Regions from separate parts of the Capra hircus genome. Here region 2 is linked to region 1. Evidence: chromatin contacts called from public Hi-C data. All regions are on one chromosome and are shown on one strand. The core of a region is the stretch at or near the end of the contact, and the rest is flanking DNA. Distances in the headings are between cores, read along the strand shown. Region 1 has its middle 35 kb from the start of TMSB10. Region 2 has its middle 99 kb from the start of TMSB10.

Region 1 (5,317 bases), core at 1,076-3,575:
AGGATCTTCTTGAGAGAATTTGAGCAAAGCCCAGCTAGAAGTATGGGAACATTTGGATATCTGTGGGGAGAAACAGTAAGTGGCACAGACTCCAGCAGGGGTAGTAAAGAACTCCAGAGTTGTGTTTGAGTGTTGATACGGAAAAAAGAAAGCTCATAAAGATGACTGAGTGCCAAAGAATTGATGTTTTGAACTGGGATGCTGGAGAAGACTCTTAAGAGTCCCTTGGGCTGCAAGGAGATCCAACCAGTCCATCCTAAAGGAAATCAATCCTGAATATTCATTGGAAGGACTGATGCTGAAGCTGAAGCTCTAATACTTTACCACATGATGAGAAGAACCAACTCATTGGAAAAGACACTGATCCTGGGCAAGACTGACGGTAGGAGAAGGGGGCAACAGAGGGTGAGATGGTTGGATGGCTTCACTGACTCAATGGACATAAGTTTTAGAGAACTCTGGGAGACAGTGAAGGACAGGGAAGTCTGGTCTGCTGGGGTCCATGGGGTCACAAAGAGTCAGACACGACTGAGCAACTGAACAATAACAACAACCTGTGACGTGCTCTGGGTCAAGCCTGCCTTGTTTGTGGCTGATGCTGGCTCAGAAGATCTCCCTAATGATTAACAAAAGTTGAAAACCAAGCCAGCTCTCAAGCCACGGTCCTTCCAGAATGTACCAGGAAGCAGCCACACGGGGTGGGAAGCTAGATTCCAGAGCCTGACTACAATCTCAGCATCCCCTGAGGAACCTATCCACAGCGCTCTCTACAGCCTGCAGGTGATCAAACAGCCTTGCTACTGACTGACTGGTCTCCACTAGATGGACAGCCTTCCCACGTCCCTAGCCCAGGGTGTTATAGGAACACAGTGTGGCTTCCTGGGCAACCCGTTCGCCAGGAATGGCTCAGTGAGGTCACCCTCTTCCTCGCTGTGGTTAGGACAATGAATAAAGTCACGCGACCTCTGATGCTGTGCAGGAATCAAAGAAGGTGGGCTTCCGAGGGCGCAAGGTCTACGACCACCCACCACACCAGGGCTCCACAGAGCCTGAAACCACTGATGCAAACTCGCAAAATTCAACTTCCACACCGCTCATAAGAGAGGGACTTTAGAAAGGCAGAAAATTTCGAGAGTAAGAAAATTGATCATGAAAAGGGAGCGCTCTCCTCGAAAGAGGTCCAGAGCCGGAGACGCCAGACCTACGGGGTTTCCGCTCGGCTTCTGCTCCAATAGGGCTGGGGGGGGCCCCGAGCAGGTGACTGGGCCTCTCTCACCTAGGTTCCCCTAACCGCAAAACGCGTTCTAACGAGGCGCACAGTGCTTGTCAGACCCGGTCTATCCAGGAAAGCGCTCCGTGACGTGTAGCACAAATGTCCCTCTGTGAGCCTCAGTTTCCCATATCAGTAAATTAGGGGGATTACTCCAGTTCTCCCAAATCCCTCCTAAGTTAAAGTGTGCTCAGTCGTGTTTGACTCTTTGCAACCCCACGGACTGTCCATGGAATTCTCCAGGCCAGAATACCCTTTCCCTTCTCCAGAGGATCTTCCTGACCCAGGAATCGAACCGGAGTCTCCAGCATTGCGGGCGGATTCTTTACCAACTGAGCTATCAGGGAAGCTCCAAATCCCTCCTAATTCAGGCACTGAATAGACAAAGGTTAAATCAAGCTATTGCTGCGGGCTTGTTACCATTCCGTAAGAGCATAAATGAAACTCTAGGGAAGAGCGGGCAGCTCAAACTTCAAAGAAAATGAACCCAAGTTCCGGGCCCACCGGGTCTTCGCGGGTTCGAGCCCGAATCTCCAGCGAAGCAGGCTGGCGAGACTCAGGAGTTCTGGCCCGAGACCCTTCGGTTGACAAACGGCTGGGCCGTGGGACAGAGTCTCATGTGGCCGGAAGGCTGCGCCCCCGCCGGAAAGGGGAACCGGGGGTCGCGGCGAGAAGTGCGAGCTAGGAGGCACCGCCAAGGCAGGTGGGAGCCTGGCCTGCCGAGTCGGATCGGGGTCCGAGAGCGCGGAGTTTGGCGAGGATGGGAGGTAACCATCCCACCCCCCGGGAGGTGCCAGGAGGCTGCAGCGTCCGCGCCTACTGCGCGCCTTGTTTGGGGGTTGGAGCTCACAGTTGGCAGAGGCGGGCTCTCGGCGCGGAGGGGCTGAGCTCACTGGCCGGAGGCAGAGGGTCCGCAGCAGGAACCAGCTCCAGGGACTCCTCCCCTCGGCGACTCCGAGGCCCGGGACGCAGAGGCAAGGAAGGACTCAGCAGTGGCTGCCCATCCCAACTAGTCGGCGACCTAGAGGCTGCGGACTCGCTGAGCGCCGTCCGTGGCGCACTGGAGATCCGGGGAGCCTCTCGCCGGCTCCCTTCAGGGTTGGCGCGGCCGCCTCTGGGCGGGGCTGGAGCGAGCCGGGTGGCTGCCACGAGGGGCTAAATCCCGACCCCACTCAACCGCTCTGCGGCCCACCAGCCCCGCGCGGAGTCGGTCTCGGGAGCTCTGGCCCGGCTTCTCCCGCCCAAACTAGTCCTGGCCGCCCGACACTTTGTGAGCCGGATAGAAGGGAAAAGTGAGACTCCAGGACTGTCTTCTAAATTCGAACGAAAATCGTACTGCCTCCTGTCCTGTCTACGTTCCTGCTGCCAATCCTGAGGGTGACTCTTGTTGGAAAGAAATAGACCAAAGAAATAAATGAAAGGCTGTTTTTAAAGGCAAGTTCATTTAAACGAAGGGAATCGCGCGGAAGTCTTGTGTGTGTGTAAAAGAGGGGAATATCAGTGTGTGCATTCACTTAAAACCCGGAACCACGAAAGCCAGCAAGCACTCCATTAAGTGCTTTCTTAAGGGATTTGGAGGGGTAATAAAAAGGATTACTGCAAAGATTAAATGATTAATTTAGGAAAAGCACCTCCGCAGAGCTTCCCAGATGACGTTAGTGGTAAAGGAGGAGATGCCAGAGACACAGATTCAGTCCCTGGTTCGGAAAGAACGCCTGGAGGAGGGCACAGCATTCTCCTGGAGAATCCTATGGACAGAGGCCGTTCAGGCCACACTCCATGAGGTCGCAAAGAGTCGGACGCGACTGAGCGACTTAGCAAGAACGCAGGCGCACACAGTAGGTCTGCAAATTTTCCACTCCAAACTCCCCAAGGGGCTTTTAACAGCAGGGGCCCTGGAGGGAAAAAAAAAATTATAAAAGCAACTGGCCTTTCCCACCTCCCACCCAAGGCCTGAGGGTACTCCACCTCCCTTGACAGCCCAGACTCCTGCTTGATTAACTTCTTAGTGTCGTTTAATGGCGCATTCATAGGCAGGGGATCTTAATTGTTTTAATTCCCGGTCCTCTAAGTGCGTTTGGGAAATCTGATGGAAATTTAGAATGGGGGTCGAGGAGAGGGTAGCCCTGATTTGCACACAATGAGAGGAGTTTTCTTAGCCTCAGGTTCCCACCTACAATACTTCCAATTAAGCGGGGGAGGGGGCTTGTTTTGGCGTTCTCTGTTTGGTTTTGTTTGGGGGATGGCCTCACCCGTGTGGCAACCTTTGTCTTAGTTCCTCAGCCAGGAATATAACTCTAACACCCTACATTAGAAGCCCGGAGTCCTTACCACTGGACCGCCAGGGGAGTCCCCCAGAAACCCAGCTTTTAAAGGACAGGTGTTTCAAACTTTGATTCCACGGGGGTTTCGGCTTAGGAATTGTGCATGTGTGTGTTTGTGTGTGTATAATCTCTAACTTCCCTGATCTAAAAGTGAGGATTTACTTTCTAGAATTGACTTCTCCTGTCTTGAAATGATGCCTTCCTTTCAGCCCCAGGCTATTTTTTGGTCCCCAAGCCGACCCAGAAGGCAGCCTGTCCCAATTTTCAAGGTGATAGCGCCGCCACCTACTGGCAAAAAAAGTTCTCTCTGGTTGTGAGGTACAAGCATCAAGAACCCCTAAGGAAGGAATTTATTATTTCTTACTTTTCCCCACTCCAAATGAATTCTCATCCAATGTGCAGAGACTAGAAGGAAGAGGGAGGGGAATAATGTGTCAGAAAACATGATTGAGCTTGTTAATTTCCTCTTGTCTCTTTTCTGAGTGAAAGTGAAAGTTTTAGTCATTCTGTCCAGTGCGACTCTTTGTGACCCCATGGACTGTAGCCAGACAGGCTCCTCTGTCCTCGGGATTTCCCAAGCAAACATACTGGAGTGGGTAGCCATCCCCTGCCCCAGAATATCTTCCCCATCCAGGGATCGAGCCTGGGTCTCCTGCATTGTAGGCAGATTCTTTACATCTGAGCCACCAGGGAAGCCCAGTCTCTTTGGAAAAGAAAAGTCTCTTCTCTATTCCTTTGATTTCTACTCTTACCTTTATTATGTCCTTCCTTATACTTACTTTGGATTTACTTTTCTCTTCTTTTTCTGTTAATAACTTCTTAAGGTGGAACCTTAGATCATTGACTTTTTAAAAATATTTATTTGGCTGCTCAGAGTCTTAGTTGCAACATGTGGGATCTAGGTCCCTGACCAGGGATGGAAACTGGGTCCCCTGCATTGGGAGTATAGAGAGTCCTGGCCACTGGACCACCAGGAAGTCCAGATCATTGACTTTTAAACTTTCTCCTTTTCTAATATAATCATTTACAGCTATCAATTTCCCTTGAAGCACTACTCTAGCTGCATCGCACAGGTTTTGAAAAGGTTTATTTTCATTACCATGCTGTTGGGAATACTTTCTAATTTCCTTGTTGTTTTTTTTTTTGATCATGCATAGTTTAGCAGAATGTTATTTAATTTCCAAGTTATGGGTTTTTCCTAGATATTTTGTTGTTGTTGATTTCCAACAAACTAAGTATAATTTAAAATATTTTAAATTTACTGGGATTTGTTTCATGGCCCAGGATATGGTCAGACACTGAATTTGAAACATCTGGTATATAGATAAATTTGTTTGGTTTCAACACTTTTTTAGTAGGACTTCCTGCCTTTGTTAGACCCATCATTGAATGCATGCTAAGTTGCTTCAGTCATGTCTGACTCTTTGGACTGTAGGCCACCAGGCTCCTCTGTCCATGGGATTCTCCAGGCAAGAGTATTGGAGTGGGTTGCCATGCCCTCCTCCAGGGATCTTCCCAACCCAAGGATCAAACCCACATCTTTTTTTTTTTTTTTTTTTTTTTTCATGTCTCCTGCAGGTGGGCTCTTTACCACTAGTGCCACCTGGGAAGCCCAAGACCCATCCTTACAGAGGATTTATTCCACAAGTCATTCTGTGTTCAAAAGTTCACAGAATCACATCTACCCTACATACATTGTCCCCCATCACTCTAGGGTACTACC
Region 2 (5,317 bases), core at 1,153-3,652, 63 kb before region 1:
GTCTGACACAGTCCCAGCCACATGGGGGCGCCAGCTGACCGGGGGCCAAGATGTTGCTTAATGGCCTGTTGCTGGGGCCCTTGGCACCTCTTGGACACCTCTCGCTCTGGTGCCCAGGCAGCCCCATGGGGCACTTGGCTCCCCTAACTGCTCCCCAACTGGGACTGAAGCACAGGAAGGTTATTTGTTGATGGGTCGTCCAGCGGGGGAATGTTCTACTTCGCAGCCTTCCCATCACAGAAGATGGAAAACTGTGCTATTGCCCATGAAATCCCCTGTGGTGAGAAAAACAATCAGAATTGTGGCAGCACTTGTGGCCCTCAAACACACCCCCCAAACACATGCCCAGGGACCAAGAAATAACGCTGCCTCTGTCCAACCCAGAAGTTCGGAGAGCTGCAATGGGGCCACAGCGTGCAATAAGCCGTGTCTCAGAGATGAGGACTCTGAGGATCAGAGCCAGGCAGTGCGCTGACCTGAGCCAAACAGCTAAGGAGACACCGAGTCCCAGCCTTCCACCTCGGAGTCCAGTGTTGAAAGTCCTGACCATTCTGTGTAAACTGAGGATCCCAGCCCCTTTCTGCCCTCGGTATACTTATAAATGCACAATAAAATCCTCCATTTAGCAGAAGCCACCATAGCTGGAAACCTCAACCTGAATTTCATATCGCTTTTTTCTTTTCCAATAAAAAGCCTCAAAGATCAACCAGACAAGCTTAAGGTGGCAACTTAAAATAAGTATTTTCAAGGGGTAGATCCTGGGATTTGTATTCTTCCATTTCAGTCTTTGATGCTCAGAACTGACATGATCTTCCGAGGTCACGATGTCCCCTTCTGTGACAGCTGGCACATTAATGTCCTAAATAGCTAATTAAATTGCAGCATACCATCCTCTGATCCAAGAAAAAAGCTTAGATGGATTGTTATTATCTCCAGTTGGAAATGGAAAACAGGTAAAGCAGGTTCAGGACTTCACACACAAAGCAGCAGCAAAGCAGAACCTAAATCCAGGCAGCTTGGCCCCAGGGTCTTTGCCATTCTGACAACAGAATACTTAAGAGCCAGAGACCAGGAAAACAAATGAAGGTCCGTCCATACTCTCCCTTGTCCCGACTCCACTGCAATAAGAAGCAGAGGAAACTTAGAACCTGGGGAACCTGAGGGTGTAATTAGAGGCCAAGGTACTGGGCTCTACTGCATTCTTGGGTCCAACCACAGTCTAGGAACCCAAGATTGAAGAGGGGCAACTGATTCAGAGCTTCCCAGGTGGCTCAGTGGCAAAGAATCCGCCTGCCAACACTGGAGACACAGGTTCAGTTCCTGGGTTGGGAAGATCCCCTGGAGGAGGAAATGGCAACCCACTCCAGTATTCTTGCCTGGGAAACCCCATGGACAGGGGAGCCTGGATGGCTACAGCCCATGGGGTCACAAAGAGTCAGACATGACTGAGCGACTGAGCATGCATGCATGCAACGGACTCAGAAGAAAAGAACATTAGCAAGGCCCGGTGTAGAAGCGAGCAAGCTCATGAACAGAGTATGCCCAGACTTGGGGAGGGGGACTGAGCTTGCAGAGTGCTGCAGTGATGGCTCTCACCCCCTGCCCCTCTAGCCATTACCCAGTCCATGCTAACAAGGAGAAACCACAACAATAAAAACAACTAACATTTCCTGAGCATTACAAGGTGTGCGGCACTGTTCTTGGTGCTTTACACAACATTCTGCCTCCCCCCAACCATCCTATAAGGCAGGTGTATTATTAACCCCATTATCCAGATGAGGAAGAGGCACAGATAGATTAAGCAAATTGCAACTCAGACCCAGGTGGTCTGGCTCCAGCGTCCACACTCTCAACCAAACAGGAATGAAAACAGTAATTGTTCAGTGAATGAAGAGTCCCTATCAGCAATTGTTATCATTATGCAATATACTATACTGCCTGACTTCAATTTCCTCCTACTCCAAAGAGAAGCGCCACATCTCATCTTTTCACCTGCAGGTCCCCATGACAAAAGCTGCTGCTTCCTTTTAAACCTCTGGAGCTTTCAGTTTGGGCTTATCCTCACTTTACAATGAAAAGCGTGCTAACCACACAGGTTTTTAAATCTCACACTGGCAAGGTGAAGAGTTTGGGAGCAATTTCTGAATTTCTGTGGTTCCCTCTGATCAACTCAGCCTTCAGCAAGGCACCAGGAGAAATGGACACATGCAGGGGAGAAAGCCGCCCCATGAAGACAGCTGAGCCCTGGTGGCTTTCCAGGACACTCCTGATAGCCGGAGGGCCCAGGGACTGTGAGGTCTCCACCCAGAGCTGCAGCTGTATGAAGTACCACACCTGAAAGTCAGGCGAGCCCAGGTGCCCCGGTGTCACCTGTGCCATCCGTCCAGTACAGTCTCCATCTGGGGCGGCCGGCCCTCCTCACATCGGCAGGCCAATGTCATCTCAAAGCCTCTCCTGGTCCCTGCCCCCAGCACCCCATCGTCCCAGCACTGGACATCTGGGAAGCTCTTAAAACAGCCAAGTCAGCAGCAGTGGGAGGCAGAAACCCACACTAAAGAGGCAGGCAGCCTTGGGCACCCAGCTCCCTTTTGTTTCATCTCTCAGACCTAGCAAGCCTCCTGGAATAGAGTCCCCAGCTCCAAATCCTAACAGAGAGCCTCCACCACCCAACTAGGGGACAAGCCACGGACACCTTTGAGACCTGAGCCTCGTCAGGGTGCCTGCAGAGCAATGGTTGACAGCTCATTGAGACAAACTTGACCTGGCAGTGCAGCACAGCCTGCCATCCAACTACAGCATACAGGACTCAGGAGGAGGAAACTCGCTCCCAGACCCACCCAGGGCTACCAAGCCATTTGTTTCAAGTAGAACTTTTCAACAAACAAGATGAAGAAATCTGACTCTTTATTTTTTCTAAAACAGTTTTATTTGAACATTACATTCATAACATAAAATTCATTGATTTCAGGATTTGGGGAACATTCATAAAGTGTATGCAACCCTTACCACTAATTTTAAAACATTTTCATCGGCTGAGGTTGTGATAGGGCTTGCATTGAATGTGAAGCTCAATTTGGGGAATACTGCATCTTAACACTATGTATTATGTCTTCCAAGCCACAAACATGAGATGTCTTTCTATTTATTTAGATCTTCTTTAATTCCTCCCAATAATGTTTTTAGTTTTTATTGTGCATCTTGCTCATTACTAAATTGAGTCCTAAAGATTTTTTGTGCTGTTGCATCTGGAACTGGTTTCTTTTATTTTTAACCTTTTTTTTAAATTGAAGTATAGTTAATTTAGAATATTAATTCCAAGTCAGTTGTACATAGATGGGTTCTTTTTCTGGTTCTTTACCATTATAGGTTATTGTAAGATATCAAATCTAGTGGAACTGGTTTCTTTATTTCCACATTATTCATTGCTAGGGTATAGAAATACAAATAATTTTTGTATTGATCTTATATCCTGAATTCAGTTAATAGTTTTAATAGGTTTCTCTATGTATGTGTGTGTGTGTGTGTGTGTGTGTGTGTGTATTACTTAGGATTTTCTATACTTAAGATGATGTCTTCTGAAAATAAGATGCTTCACTTCCTCCTTTCCAATGTGAATAGCTTTTATTTCTTGTCCTTGTCTAATTTCCCTGAAGGCTACAACCTTCAGCACAAGGTCAAAGAGAAGTGGTGAGAGCAGACATCTGTGTCTTGTTCCTAATCTTAGAGGGATTCAGTCTTCTTCATTAAATATGATATCAACTATGGGTTTTTCATAACAATTTTTTTAACAGGTTGATAAAGTCCCCTTCCATTCCTAGTCTGATGAGTGATTTTATCTGAAAGATTCCATTTTGTCAAATGCATTTTCTGCACCTTTTGAGATGATCTTGTCATTCTTGTCCTTTATTCCATCAATATGAGATACTACATTAATTGAGTTTCAGATGTCGTGGTAAACTGATTATATAACCCCTAGAACCTGTAAATATCTTGTTGTTTTAATCACTAGGTCATGTCCGATTCTGCAACCCCACAGGCTGTAGCCCGCCAGGCCCCTCTGTCCATGGAATTCTCCAGGCAAGAATACTGGGGTGGATAGCCATTCACTTCTCCAGGGGATCTTCCCAACCCAGGGATCGAACCAGGGTCTCCTGCATTGGCAGACAGATTCTTTACCACTGAGCTACCAGGGAGAAATCTTACATGGCAAAAAAAAAAAAAAAAAGGCAGGTAGGTAGTTTGCAGATATAATTAAGCTAAGGGTCATGAGACCAGGAGATGACACTCGATCACTCACTCTGCCGCTCCAGAAGCGCTTCTCTTCAGTCGCTGCACCTGGTAAGAAAAAAAACCAAATGGGGTGAAGGGTCCAATTTCAAGAAGCAAGTGGAAGAACTGAAAGAAGAAAGCAAATGTTCCTTCTGCATATTACCCAGCCTCCGGCATTTCCATCCTTAATTCTGGAAGCTGCCAAGGTATGTTAGAATCGCTCAAGAAATACAGGAATATATTTCAATATTCCCACAAAGGAAATAATTTTTCCAGTCTATCTCCATGTACACTACTAATAGTTAATAATAGCTGATGTACCTTAGGCTTGAGAGGCTCACAGTCACGTAGCACAGAGAAGAAAAATTTAAGGGAAAGCTGAAACACAGAAAGGTGCCAGGAAAAAGTTGGGATTAAGTGCCAGGTAAATGCCTTTCCGGCCAGGGAGTGTATCAGGAAACCCTCGTGGAAAGAGAACTAATGTAACAGGCACCAGCTCATCCAGCAAAGGGACAGTCACCATCAAAGGGACAGTTCGGGAGTTTGGGATGGACAAATGCACACTGCTATATTTAAAATAGATAATCAACCAGGACATACTGTATAGCAGATGGAACTCTGCTTACTTAATGTTATGTGGCAGCCTCGACGGGAGGGGAGTTTGGAGAACAGATACGTGTATACGTACGGTTGGTGCGCCCCAGGGGGCGCTAGTGGTAAAGAGTCTGCCTGCTAATGCAGGAGACAGGAGAGATGAGGGTTTGATCCCTGTGTTGGGAAGATCCCCTGGAGTAGAAATTGGCAATTCACTCTAGAACTCTTGCCTGGAAAATCCCATGGGCAGAGGAGCCTGGCGGGCTACAGCCCACGGAGCTGCAAAGAGTTGGACATAACTGAGAACACAACACAAATGGCTGAGTTCTTTTGCCGTCCACCTGAAACTATCACATCGTTAATCAGCTATACTCCAGTAGAAAATAAAAAGTTTAATTTAAAAAAAGTCAAAGAAGGTGTCACTCCTCTCACACATACCAAGGCCCTCCTCAAC

What was found. Hi-C and Micro-C count contacts between places; a contact is called where the count stands out from the background.
Region 2: a contact with region 1 is called in a Hi-C map of blood, with 2.8 times the contacts expected there. The contact joins two enhancer-like sites. A contact is called at or near these places in 4 of 5 Hi-C or Micro-C datasets (blood and liver).

The regions. Positions count from the first base shown.
Region 1 is chr11:49,640,914-49,646,230 of ARS1.2, reverse strand. No RefSeq gene overlaps it. Among named protein-coding and RNA genes, the nearest start is that of TMSB10, 35 kb to the right of the region's middle. Within about 2 kb of position 2,325, at least 3 of the 5 cell types and tissues checked have an H3K27ac peak or open chromatin away from gene starts, as enhancers often do.
Region 2 is chr11:49,704,481-49,709,797 of ARS1.2, reverse strand. No RefSeq gene overlaps it. Among named protein-coding and RNA genes, the nearest start is that of TMSB10, 99 kb to the right of the region's middle. Within about 2 kb of position 2,402, at least 1 of the 5 cell types and tissues checked has an H3K27ac peak or open chromatin away from gene starts, as enhancers often do.